Linked DNA regions of Mus musculus: all the other regions are linked to region 3. A link is a contact called in public Hi-C and HiChIP or PLAC-seq data. All regions are on one chromosome and are shown on one strand. Each heading gives the region's core, a stretch centred on a gene start, on an enhancer-like site or on the middle of the called end of the contact. The rest is flanking DNA. Distances are from core to core; before and after follow the strand shown.

Region 1 (3,082 bases), core at 471-2,970, 330 kb before region 3:
TCAGCGGTCACATTCAACTTTCTATAAGATCCATAGGCGTGGAGTCTGTTCCTTGAGCTTACTTCCCTTAGGGACCCAAAGTCTCACCTCACATTCGCTTTATTTGAAGGTATCCTTAAATGAACCCGTCTTTCAAAGTAGACGTTCCTTCTCATTTACAGATACAGTTCTGTGTCTCCATATTTATGAAATGTTAATTAGCTGCCTACAGCATCTTTTCTCATTAAAACTATTTTTATTTTAAATAGTATCTCTCTGTCATGAGCACAGCTTAATTTTAAAAATATTAGTGTGTGTGGGGTGTGGGGGTATGTGTGTGTGTGCATGCATGCATGTGCCCATGTGTTTGTGCCACAGTATATGTGTAGTTGTTGGAAGACAGTTTGAAGGAATCTGTTCTTTTCTTCCACGCTGTGGGTCCTGGGGACTGAACTATAGTTATCATGTTCTGGCAAATGCCTCTGCCTGCTGATCCAATCTGTTGGCCCCGGTTCAGAGCTTTCACCATTGCACACATTCGTGTTCTCTAATCAGCATTTCTAGCCAGCTGTGTTTTTGAATCTAAACTACATCAAGATATGGTTATAATGTAACCTAAAATATAGAAAATATAAAATAAATATATAAAATGTAAGACTATTTGAAAATATAACAAAATGGCAATGTAAAGAATTTAAAGTAGAATTAATAAATCTCCTTCAAAACAACTTATAGAGTTGCAGCTTCCAAAACTATGAGGACCATGCATGCCATATTTTAGTGGCTACCCTACAGGATAAGAGACTACCTGTATTAATGGGGCAACATATAGTATTTCACTTTTTCATAGATTCTTAATTGAAGTACTTCATTCTAAAAATGACCTCAGCCCATTCTTTTGCATCATACATTGGAAGTTGTCATAGGGCCCGTAATATGTGTAAAAGTATCTTAGTAAGAAATTCCAAGATGCCCCCAAGTGACACCATGAAACCAGTAATCAGGATGTTATTATTGCTGCAGAGTGTCCATTATCTTCAGTCATCTGTTTGTCAAATGTGTTTTCTAATTCTTATTATGATTGAAGAATGAGAAAGAAGAAAAGAGAGAGAGAGATGCTTTGCCCTGGGAACTAATACAATAGATCTTCAGGAATTTGAAAGCAGAACAATTATCTCAGCCACAGGGACGATCCGGTGTCCCTTGGTTAGCCATTTATGACACATGTGCAAGACACTGACATTAATTTAGAACCTAGCATTACTAGTCTTGCCATGTTACCAAGAGATTTCTGTCTCAATAATATATTGATTATATTATTGTAATGAGTTAGATGATGACTCAGAGTTACAAAGAAGTTGCACTAAATTTATTTGAGGGGGCAGTGCTGGAAACTTTGGGATTAATATGAGCATGTTTCATCCCCTTTTCATGCCAACTTTTACCTACATTATTAATTGATACCAGCTCATGCTCTTTAGTGTGAATCAGAAGTAGGGACTAATTCCCTAAAGTAACACATTTATGGTTGTTTAAGTGTTATATATTGTCCTTCCCAATGATGTAAATGTGAGTTAGTGCAATTCTGGGTTTTGGCTATTTCCTTGAAAATGATTGTTGGCTGATCAACTTTTGAAACCATTTGGCCAATGCTGGCAGGTCCCTTTCAGTTAATTGTGTGCGTACCATTCACAGACAGAATGTATGCATGGAGTAAACTATATACAATTTGTCTCAGGATGTATAAACTCTGGATCTTTGAGATCATTGTATACCTGCTTCCCACTATTTGGAAAATGTCTTGTTGGCAACAGTCCTTTTTCTTGTATAGCCGCCATATTGCATGTAAAACATCTGGTGATACTGCCTGCTCTCCTGCAGGAAGCCTCAAATACATGGGAATTCCAGGTTTTTTTTTCAAGGCACAGTCCACTATGAAAGCTGATTCTTTTCTACCTATGGTCTCTCTTCCTCTGTTTTGTCCTATTCATGATTCCATCTAACTGCGCTTCACACTGGATATCTGCCAGTGGCCGAGGGGCAGAGAAATGGATCATGCCAGCTAGTAGAGTTCACACGCTATGTCTGGAGCACTCAGAGCGACTGGGTGCATTGCATCCGAAGTAATCACAAACCGGTGTCCTGTCTTATAAAACGGTAAAATGATGCTTGCCAGTCCTTCCAGCAGAATAGATGGTGTGAGTCATCACATTCTATAGCCATTCCCATTCCAGGCTGATCTTGATGTTATGGTTGGTTAAGTATTATTGATGAACTAATCATGTTCCTAAAATAACCCAATTACATCTGTTAAAAAGGATTGGTGAAAAATAAACAGACCATCTCATCATAAAGGCGTGTGCAAAAAGCCAGAAATAGTCCCTGTTTGCCGTGTTTGTTTTACTGTATTGTGCACGCATATCTTTTGCACACATATCAGATCACGTGTTTACTGTAACTGGGGGAAGGTAGTAAGTAGCTGAAATTACTTAATGCATAATAAAAGATTATGGACAAATTTTAAAAACGAGGCACTTACATTTTATCAATAAGCTAAATAACAATGAGAGAAAAGAGACATATAAAGCAATTAAAATTGAATATGAGGCAATTTAAATACAAATAGGCAGGCCTCGACTCCGAAGCTGTGTGAGCAGCTCTCAGTGTGATTTATTTGGTGACAACAGTGGACTATATACACTTAGGAGTAATTGTAATTGGGTAATTATTTTTAACTTTTTGGCATGGGCTTCTATGCTGTTACACTTCTGGTTTTTTTGTGTGTGTGTTTTTTTTTTCATTCTAAAGAATGAATATCCATTTTAAAGACACTTTTTACTCTATGATTTCCACAAAAATCACAAGTCCCATTGTGTGTGGCAGGAATAACATTTTATCTTGTTAGCATTTGACATGATTTGTTGTGGCAGAAAAAAATTAAAAAGGAATCACATTTATTTTAGTATCATTATAAAATTATTGTGGTGTACCCAAGCAAATCACTGTAGTTTTGTAAGGCTAAAATCTGCTGTCCACCAGAATTACCATCTTGGACATCTTTTTTTACATAATTAGACAAACACCAATCATGAGATAATTTACT
Region 2 (3,463 bases), core at 177-2,676, 370 kb before region 3:
TATGCCTTGGGTCTGTGAGCTGAGTGGGTGATGCATGGGGTAGTTTGTAAGGTAGGACCACAGTTCAGAAGTGAGCAAGAAATATACATACTGTGGGCAATTGCAATAGTTTTGTTTTTCCCCTGCAAAGTGAAAATCAGGTTTGCAGGATTCTCTGGTCTAGACTCTAGGTCCCTGGGGATTCCTTTGTGTTCTCATGAAATGAAGTCTTTTGTACTTTTTAGTTAAGTGCAGACAAACCACTTATTTACGGTATAATGTGAGCATAGATACATTCAAATGAAAGGCATTTCATGAAAAAGTAGCTAGTTATAAAGTAGATTACATACAAATTTGGTACACAAGGCATTTGATGGACAAATACCACCTTTTGGAAAGGATATATTCCTATTCCCCATCAAGAGAAAGGTCTGGCTGCTTGAGGGATGTGTGGATATGCATTTGGCCTGCATCTCTTCTTACTGACTTCCCTCTGTGGGTTGTTGATGAGAATGAATGAAGATGTGGCCTTTTTAGGGATTTGTGTCTTCAGCCAAGCTTTAGATTTTACAACATCATATGTGCTAGCAGATTTATGAAGGTAATTCATAATCATACTATGTTAGACTCTTTAGGGGCTGAGTGGATTTTAAGATCTTCACTCAATCCTCTTGCTTTAAAGAAACATGTATATATATACATATACATATACATATATGTATGTGTATATGTATATGACATACACACATAAGCAATGACATGGTCATACGTGCAGTCATTGCTTTCTAAACATGATAGTACCTGGATATTTGAATCTCTCCTTCCATTCCTCCCTTTTTTCTCCCTTCTCTCTTCCTCCTTCCCTCTTTCCACCTTCATTTTCTCTTCCACCCTTCTTTTTTTTTTTTTTTTTCTGACACAGGGTCTCTAGGCTGGCCTTGAATTATTTTTCATCCAAGGCAAAGATGACCTTGGACTCTGGATCATTCTGTCTCCACCTCTCAAGTGCTGAGATTACAGGCATGTGCCTCTGCATCTGGCTTTCTGTACTGCAGGGCAGTGCAGCATTCAGCTTGCACAATCTCCCATCCACTCTAGTATGCTAACACATGTCCCTGGCGTTATCTCTTGCAGCACCTCCATCAAGTCTCTCCACTGCCTCCTGTCCACTCAGCAGCCTCCTTCTAACCTCACTGTTAGCTGGTTGAATGAAAGAAATCGATAAGACTGTTAAAACTATCAAGAACTTTTTAAAACGGAGAAATAATATTTTAATTACTCCTGACATGCCAGTTTGAAGCCCATATCCTACTTTATGACAGTTCAGTTTAGAAACTACATTGCTTCATTTCGGTAACTTTATTACCATTTGGCTCAGAGATTGCTATTTCGCCTTGGCCACAGATTTCATCAGTTGCCCGGTTCACCTTTGTCCGCGTTATACTTGTGAAATGACCCCTTCCGTTAGTGCTTGTCAATAGTAAATTGCTATATTCTGTGCCTAGAAACACACTGGAGGACGACAACACTTTATTGAATGACTGAGTTTGTAGTTAATTTTTTTTCCAAAATTAAAACTTAATTGGAATAGTTCTAATTGTTATTTAGTGTCCATGAATTAAGACATTGTTTGGGGTCAGCTATTTCTGATAATGTTCTTATTCTTAAAAAGAATACAAGACTTTTAGACCATACTGTACATGTCTTTGCAGACCAAGTATGTTTTGTTTCCTCTCTAATTTTCTATCCATTCTACAAAAATATAAACATGTGAGGTGGCCAAGGTTCAATAGTACTATGACACCAAATTAAATTTACATTGGAGAATTTTCTGTGGATGAATCCTTTGTCCACAGAAAGCTCTGTTTTGTTTAAAGCAAGGAATATGCACTCTCTCATGTGATGACAGAATGAAAGAAATTTCAATTTCTTACTGAAGGCTAGCTTTGAGTAATATTTCCTTTCAAACAAATAAGCAAAGTGTGGTACTTAAAATATTCATCACTATTTCGGTTATTTCAAGATTAAATGTATTTGTGTTAAACATGTAAATTTGTTAACTGTTAAAGTATTATCTATTCCATTATAACATTTATGGGAAAGAACGTCGCTGCTCACTTCTTTACAGTGTTTAGCTCCTCTATCTCATTAACAAAGCTGTTGCCAAAAATAGAACCCCCTGATAAGTTGCTTGAAAATGGAGGTAAAATAAATGCCAACCGCCTTCCAGACCCAGCTCTGGGGGACTCAATGCTGCCTGCAGAACTTTCTTGTTTGTCCAGTGGTATCAGGAAGCACCTAGGTTGAGATGAAAGAATTCACAACTTTTACTTTTCTATCACCTGAATTTCAAAGTCCTTACTTACATCATGGACTTTTGCTTCATTTTATTTTTGCTTTGTATACTCTGAAATAGCCAACCATGAGATTGTTTACCTATTTATAGGCAAAGAGAGAAGGGTGAAGGAGCCAGAGGGAGAGTCAGTGATAGAGACAAGAGAGACACTTAGAGACACTGAGGGAGAGAAAGTATGGAAGAATACTGATTTTCATTAAATTCTAGTATCTCAAATTAACATATGGTTGATTGAAATTTCATTATTAAATAGACATGAAAGAAAAAAGGTATTATTAGAAGCAATACTTTTACTAATGTTAGGCAACATGATAGCAAGGAAATAACAATTTCTCCACTTCCAGATACAGAAAATTATACCATTGCTGTGACTTTCAGGAATAGAAGAGATTCAGTGTTTGTGTAAATCTTTGGGTATATTTGCTATATATTTTTGTTTCTTTTAAGTGAATTTTTAAAACTCACTAATATATTGTAAATGAAAATAAAATTTTGTTAGATTTTCTGCCAACAAGAGTTCACCTCTGTGATGCACAGTGAGTGATTTCGACATCGTGTCTCAGAGACTGATATTAGGGTTTTGTCTAATGTTCAGATCACAATGGTATTAAACCAAAAGGATATGTATCAAAACACAAGTGGTAGGATGCTCTGCTGCAGGAAATAATGTGAATTTTGTATTCTAAACAGTGTACTTTTTACACACCTTACCAAAAAATAAATAAAATAAATATCAGTATTAAACACAGAATAAATATACATTTATTTAGGTGCAGTTTGAATCATTATATTTAGGAATGTTTTTACTATATGATACTAAAAATTCACTGTAACTAGTAAAGTCGTACTTAATAAACAGTATTAGAGCAAGTTGTTTGGGATTATTAATAGCATCATAGTTTAAATAAAATGATTAAGTCCCTGACTTCACATCCTTGTTTAAGAACATAGCTCTTTTTAAAAGGATCCATTCACAAATAATAATGGATGAAAATCACCAACATGGAAAACTATATGAGCCGAGAGCTTGAATTTACTGGTAGATCAGTTAAACATCAGCACTCAAAAGTATAAAGTTTGTGTAGCGTTTAACAGGCCTTAGAAGAGCATTTAAAGTAACTTGTGTGT
Region 3 (3,418 bases), core at 692-3,191:
TTTCCAAGAAAAATGGCCGACCTCTACAAAACCCGTGACAGTGATAAAATACATGTAGGTGTGTTTGCAGATTTATCTTTAAGTCTTTAACGCTAAGAATTTCAAACAAATCTGACATTATATAAAAGAAGAGTCCTGTATCCTCCACCCCCACAGACATTTTCAGCCATCTTGTAGTAGCAACAGTATGAAATCATCATTATCTAAACCTGCACATGGTTAACTGCCATTTCTACACTGTGATGAAGAGAAATACTATTTTTTAAAACAAGAATAACAGCAATAGAAAGTTTGAAGAGGTTTCTGTTTAAGTTTAGGGAAAATAATTCTTAATAAAAACCTTATGAAATTTCTTATAGATTGCTAAGTTCTGTTCTCTGGGTACAACTCCATCAGTCCTTACAGCATTGGTGTGCAAACATGGAGGGAAAAAATAATAATTGTCTCCCAAACCCCACAATTATACTAATGTTAAACCCTGCTTAATTCTTGCCTGGCTATTTCAAATTTTGACATGTGCATTAAGTCATGACTTGGGAATCTGGTAATGAATTGCCAGACACTGTTTCAATTCTTCATTTCTAGTCAGTGTGTGCAGAAGAAAACAATGTTTAAGCTTGTTCATTTTATCCTTGAATATCTGGATTCAAGACATGCTTGGACATCTTAAAAGGGCTTCCAATCCTGACTAAAAGGTTTGCCACCATTTCAGAATGCACAGTAAGGACAAAGAATTGCTGTTAATCAGAGAGGGTATGGCTCTGTAACCAAATATTAAGTTATTGCTAACTTTTCCCAACAAGTAGTATTCACGTTTGAGAAGACTATTATTTTGCCACACTCAACGGAAGAAAGCATTTTATTTAGTAATAGTTCAAATAATGCAGTAAAAATGTCTTTGTGTGCATTTGAACTGGCCCTGGTGGCCTGATTCAGTATTTTGCCCATTTTCTTGGCTTTTTGAGCTTCACGCACACAAAAAGAAATTGTACAAAACACTTAGCACTTTTTTTTTCCTTTTTTTCCTCAAGGCTGGTAATGGGGCTTTCACTGCACAAAGGCAGGGACAAACTATTTGGAAAGGTGAGGGTTCTCAGAAAAACTAGAAAACTCTGCCCATACATTTTGGACTTGCTCTCTTCACTGTTGCTGTATGTTTGCATCCCTAGAATCTCTGAGGATTTATGCTTACCATGTAAAATATAAAATAGGATCATTGGACGGATCCACAAATTTCACATGCAAGATAGCTTTTAAATGGAGGATGGCGAATAATTCATGTTTAAGAATTTTATAAGAGTTACCTTTTGCAAAAGGCAGTTTTCACTGGCAACACTTCCATCTGTGAAGTGAACTAGCTGGCTACTGACTCTCTCTCTCTCTCTCTCTCTCTCTCTCTCTCTCTCTCTCTCTGTGTGTGTGTGTGTGTGTGTGTGTGTGTGTGTAGAGGAGAGGTGGCAGTGAGCAGGTAGAAGGTCAAAGGGTAAATTCCAATTGCTGTGACATATTTTTATGAGCGGAATCATAGCCAGCTTTTAGCCTTGAACAGGAAAGAAAATCTTAGGAAGGGAAGGAACATGAATGGGCTGGTCAGGGAAATCAAGAAGTGCTCTCCCAAATTAGCAGCTAATTGCTCCCTAACCTGCCATATTCATCCATTTGAGCTTTATTTTATTATGCTGGACTTGAAGATTCGTTTTCTAATAAAGAAATGGTAGTAAAATCTCAGTTGCAAATACAAAGTTCTCTTCGAGATTTTTACCTCACTTTTACCAAACAAAAAAGCATGTTTTCCCCCTTCTTTTGTAGGGGGTGGGGTGCCGAGGGGGTGAAGCATCTTTGACAGTTTGAAAGGAGGAGGAGAATATGTGGGAGTTCTCAGAGAAAGGCTGACAAAGCACCGCAGCAGCGGCAGGAGATGGGAAAAGCTCAGCTGCTGGAGAAGAGACAGGAGGACCGCGAGTCTGGCTTTGTTAGAAGCCCGAACTACTGTACTCCAGGTTCCTCCGTTTGTGGGGACCATTTTCTGCTTTGTAGTTGTCATGCAACCAGGCAAAGCGAAAAGGGAAAAAAAAGGGAAACAGAGAAAAGAGAGAGAGAGAGAGAGAGAGAGAGAGAGAGAGAGAGAGAGAGAGAGAGAGAGAGAGAGAGATGTCAGGGGCCGCAGTCCAGGCAGAGCAGCTGCCAGGCCCGCCCAGCAACCCACTCCTTGCAGTCTCCAGCGCGGCAGCGGGGACAGCACTGGCAGCAGCTGCAGGGAGGCCCTGCTGGTCCCCAGCCGGCGCGCGCTGGGGTCAGAATGGGGAGTCCCTCTAGCTCTCATCTTCTGAGCAAGCAAATTCTTCAGATTCCTGCACTGGGGCCCTCTGGATGTCAGCTGACCGGCAGCTAGCTCCCTGGATCCAAACCTGCCATCTCCTGGGACACCCTAAGCGCTCTGGATATGTTCTGGGTGTCCCTGCGCGGTTCACTCCAGGTTTCTCCTCCCTCTTGGTCTGCCTGAGGGTCTCGCACAGAAGTCAGGCAGTTCTGGCAGGAAGCAGAACCTAAACAGGACCATCATTTTCAAAGTTGATGGGACAAACCCAGGCATAACTTGAGATGGAGACCAGTCCCAAGGCTTAAAAGAAGATGCACAAATTAGACAATTTCACTATTAGCAGAGGCAGCATTATGACCCTTTTTGTTGTAAAAGGGACATAAATGTAGCTGTAGATTGAATGAAGTTATAGGCCATAAAAGGGCAAGAGAGAGTAGGGAAGAGATAATAGGCGCTGTCCATCGACTCCTCCTCCCCTCCCTGTGTCAGACCTCCCCAGCAGTGGTGGTGGCAAACAGTCTACCCGCAATAATAAATGAGGGAAGGCGGAAGGATAAATGCCACCGAGCGCGGCCGTGCATTTTAGAGTGGCGACAATTGCTGTTTATTTGCTTTTCGTTTACGAAAATGACAAAGGGCAAGGTTATATGTGAGACACATCTCCGCATTGTGTTTTACTCGTGGTGGTTTTGGGAATCAAGGTGACTGGATGCATAGTAAACTTTTCTTTATTTTGGATGTGGAAAATATAATCTTCTTTCTAAACTAGAGATTTTTCTTTTTGTTAAAGACTTTGGCAGAAACAAATCGAACAACTTTTTTTTCACTGTTTTTCTTCACTAATCCTATGCCCTAAGACTAATAAATTCTTCTCAAAGTTTATGGTAATTCCTATCTATGAAGAAATTTCTATCTATTTGCTGTGCAATCATAGATTTTTGAAAATATATTGGAACATTTCAGCTCGGGAAATTTTAGATACTTTTTTATTTGCTCAGAAATTAAGTAGATTTACTCTTGTGTTTCAGTGTTTGATCTAAGGTTAAAGTCAAATCAGGGCAATTCTTCACAGCTAGACAGCGTCTACACTTGACAGCC

What was found. A called contact is a pair of places that touch in the nucleus more often than the background predicts. HiChIP or PLAC-seq counts read pairs in DNA pulled down with a chosen protein or histone mark.
Region 1: a Hi-C map of the N1E-115 cell line shows a contact between it and region 3, with 8 times the contacts expected there. The contact joins two enhancer-like sites. A contact is called at or near these places in 1 of 484 Hi-C or Micro-C datasets (the N1E-115 cell line) and 1 of 115 datasets of contacts at active chromatin or transcription factors (embryonic basal ganglia).
Region 2: an H3K27ac HiChIP or PLAC-seq map of heart atrium shows a contact between it and region 3, with 18 times the contacts expected there. The contact joins two enhancer-like sites. A contact is called at or near these places in 3 of 39 promoter capture datasets (hippocampal neurons, maxillary cranial neural crest and second pharyngeal arch cranial neural crest), 2 of 484 Hi-C or Micro-C datasets (dorsal root ganglion neurons and embryonic fibroblasts) and 9 of 115 datasets of contacts at active chromatin or transcription factors (cardiomyocytes, craniofacial prominence, embryonic basal ganglia and 6 more).

The regions. Positions count from the first base shown.
Region 1 is chr2:64,031,474-64,034,555 of GRCm38.p6, reverse strand. All of the region lies in intron 2 of Fign (fidgetin), which reads left to right. Among named protein-coding and RNA genes, the nearest start is that of Fign, 65 kb to the left of the region's middle. Within about 2 kb of position 1,720, at least 2 of the 459 cell types and tissues checked have an H3K27ac peak or open chromatin away from gene starts, as enhancers often do. A contact at or near this core is called in the N1E-115 cell line, where this site is marked.
Region 2 is chr2:64,068,089-64,071,551 of GRCm38.p6, reverse strand. All of the region lies in intron 2 of Fign (fidgetin), which reads left to right. Among named protein-coding and RNA genes, the nearest start is that of Fign, 28 kb to the left of the region's middle. Within about 2 kb of position 1,426, at least 16 of the 459 cell types and tissues checked have an H3K27ac peak or open chromatin away from gene starts, as enhancers often do. A contact at or near this core is called in heart atrium, where this site is marked.
Region 3 is chr2:63,701,459-63,704,876 of GRCm38.p6, reverse strand. No RefSeq gene overlaps it. Among named protein-coding and RNA genes, the nearest start is that of Gm8541, 130 kb to the right of the region's middle. Within about 2 kb of position 1,941, at least 122 of the 459 cell types and tissues checked have an H3K27ac peak or open chromatin away from gene starts, as enhancers often do. A contact at or near this core is called in the N1E-115 cell line and heart atrium, where this site is marked.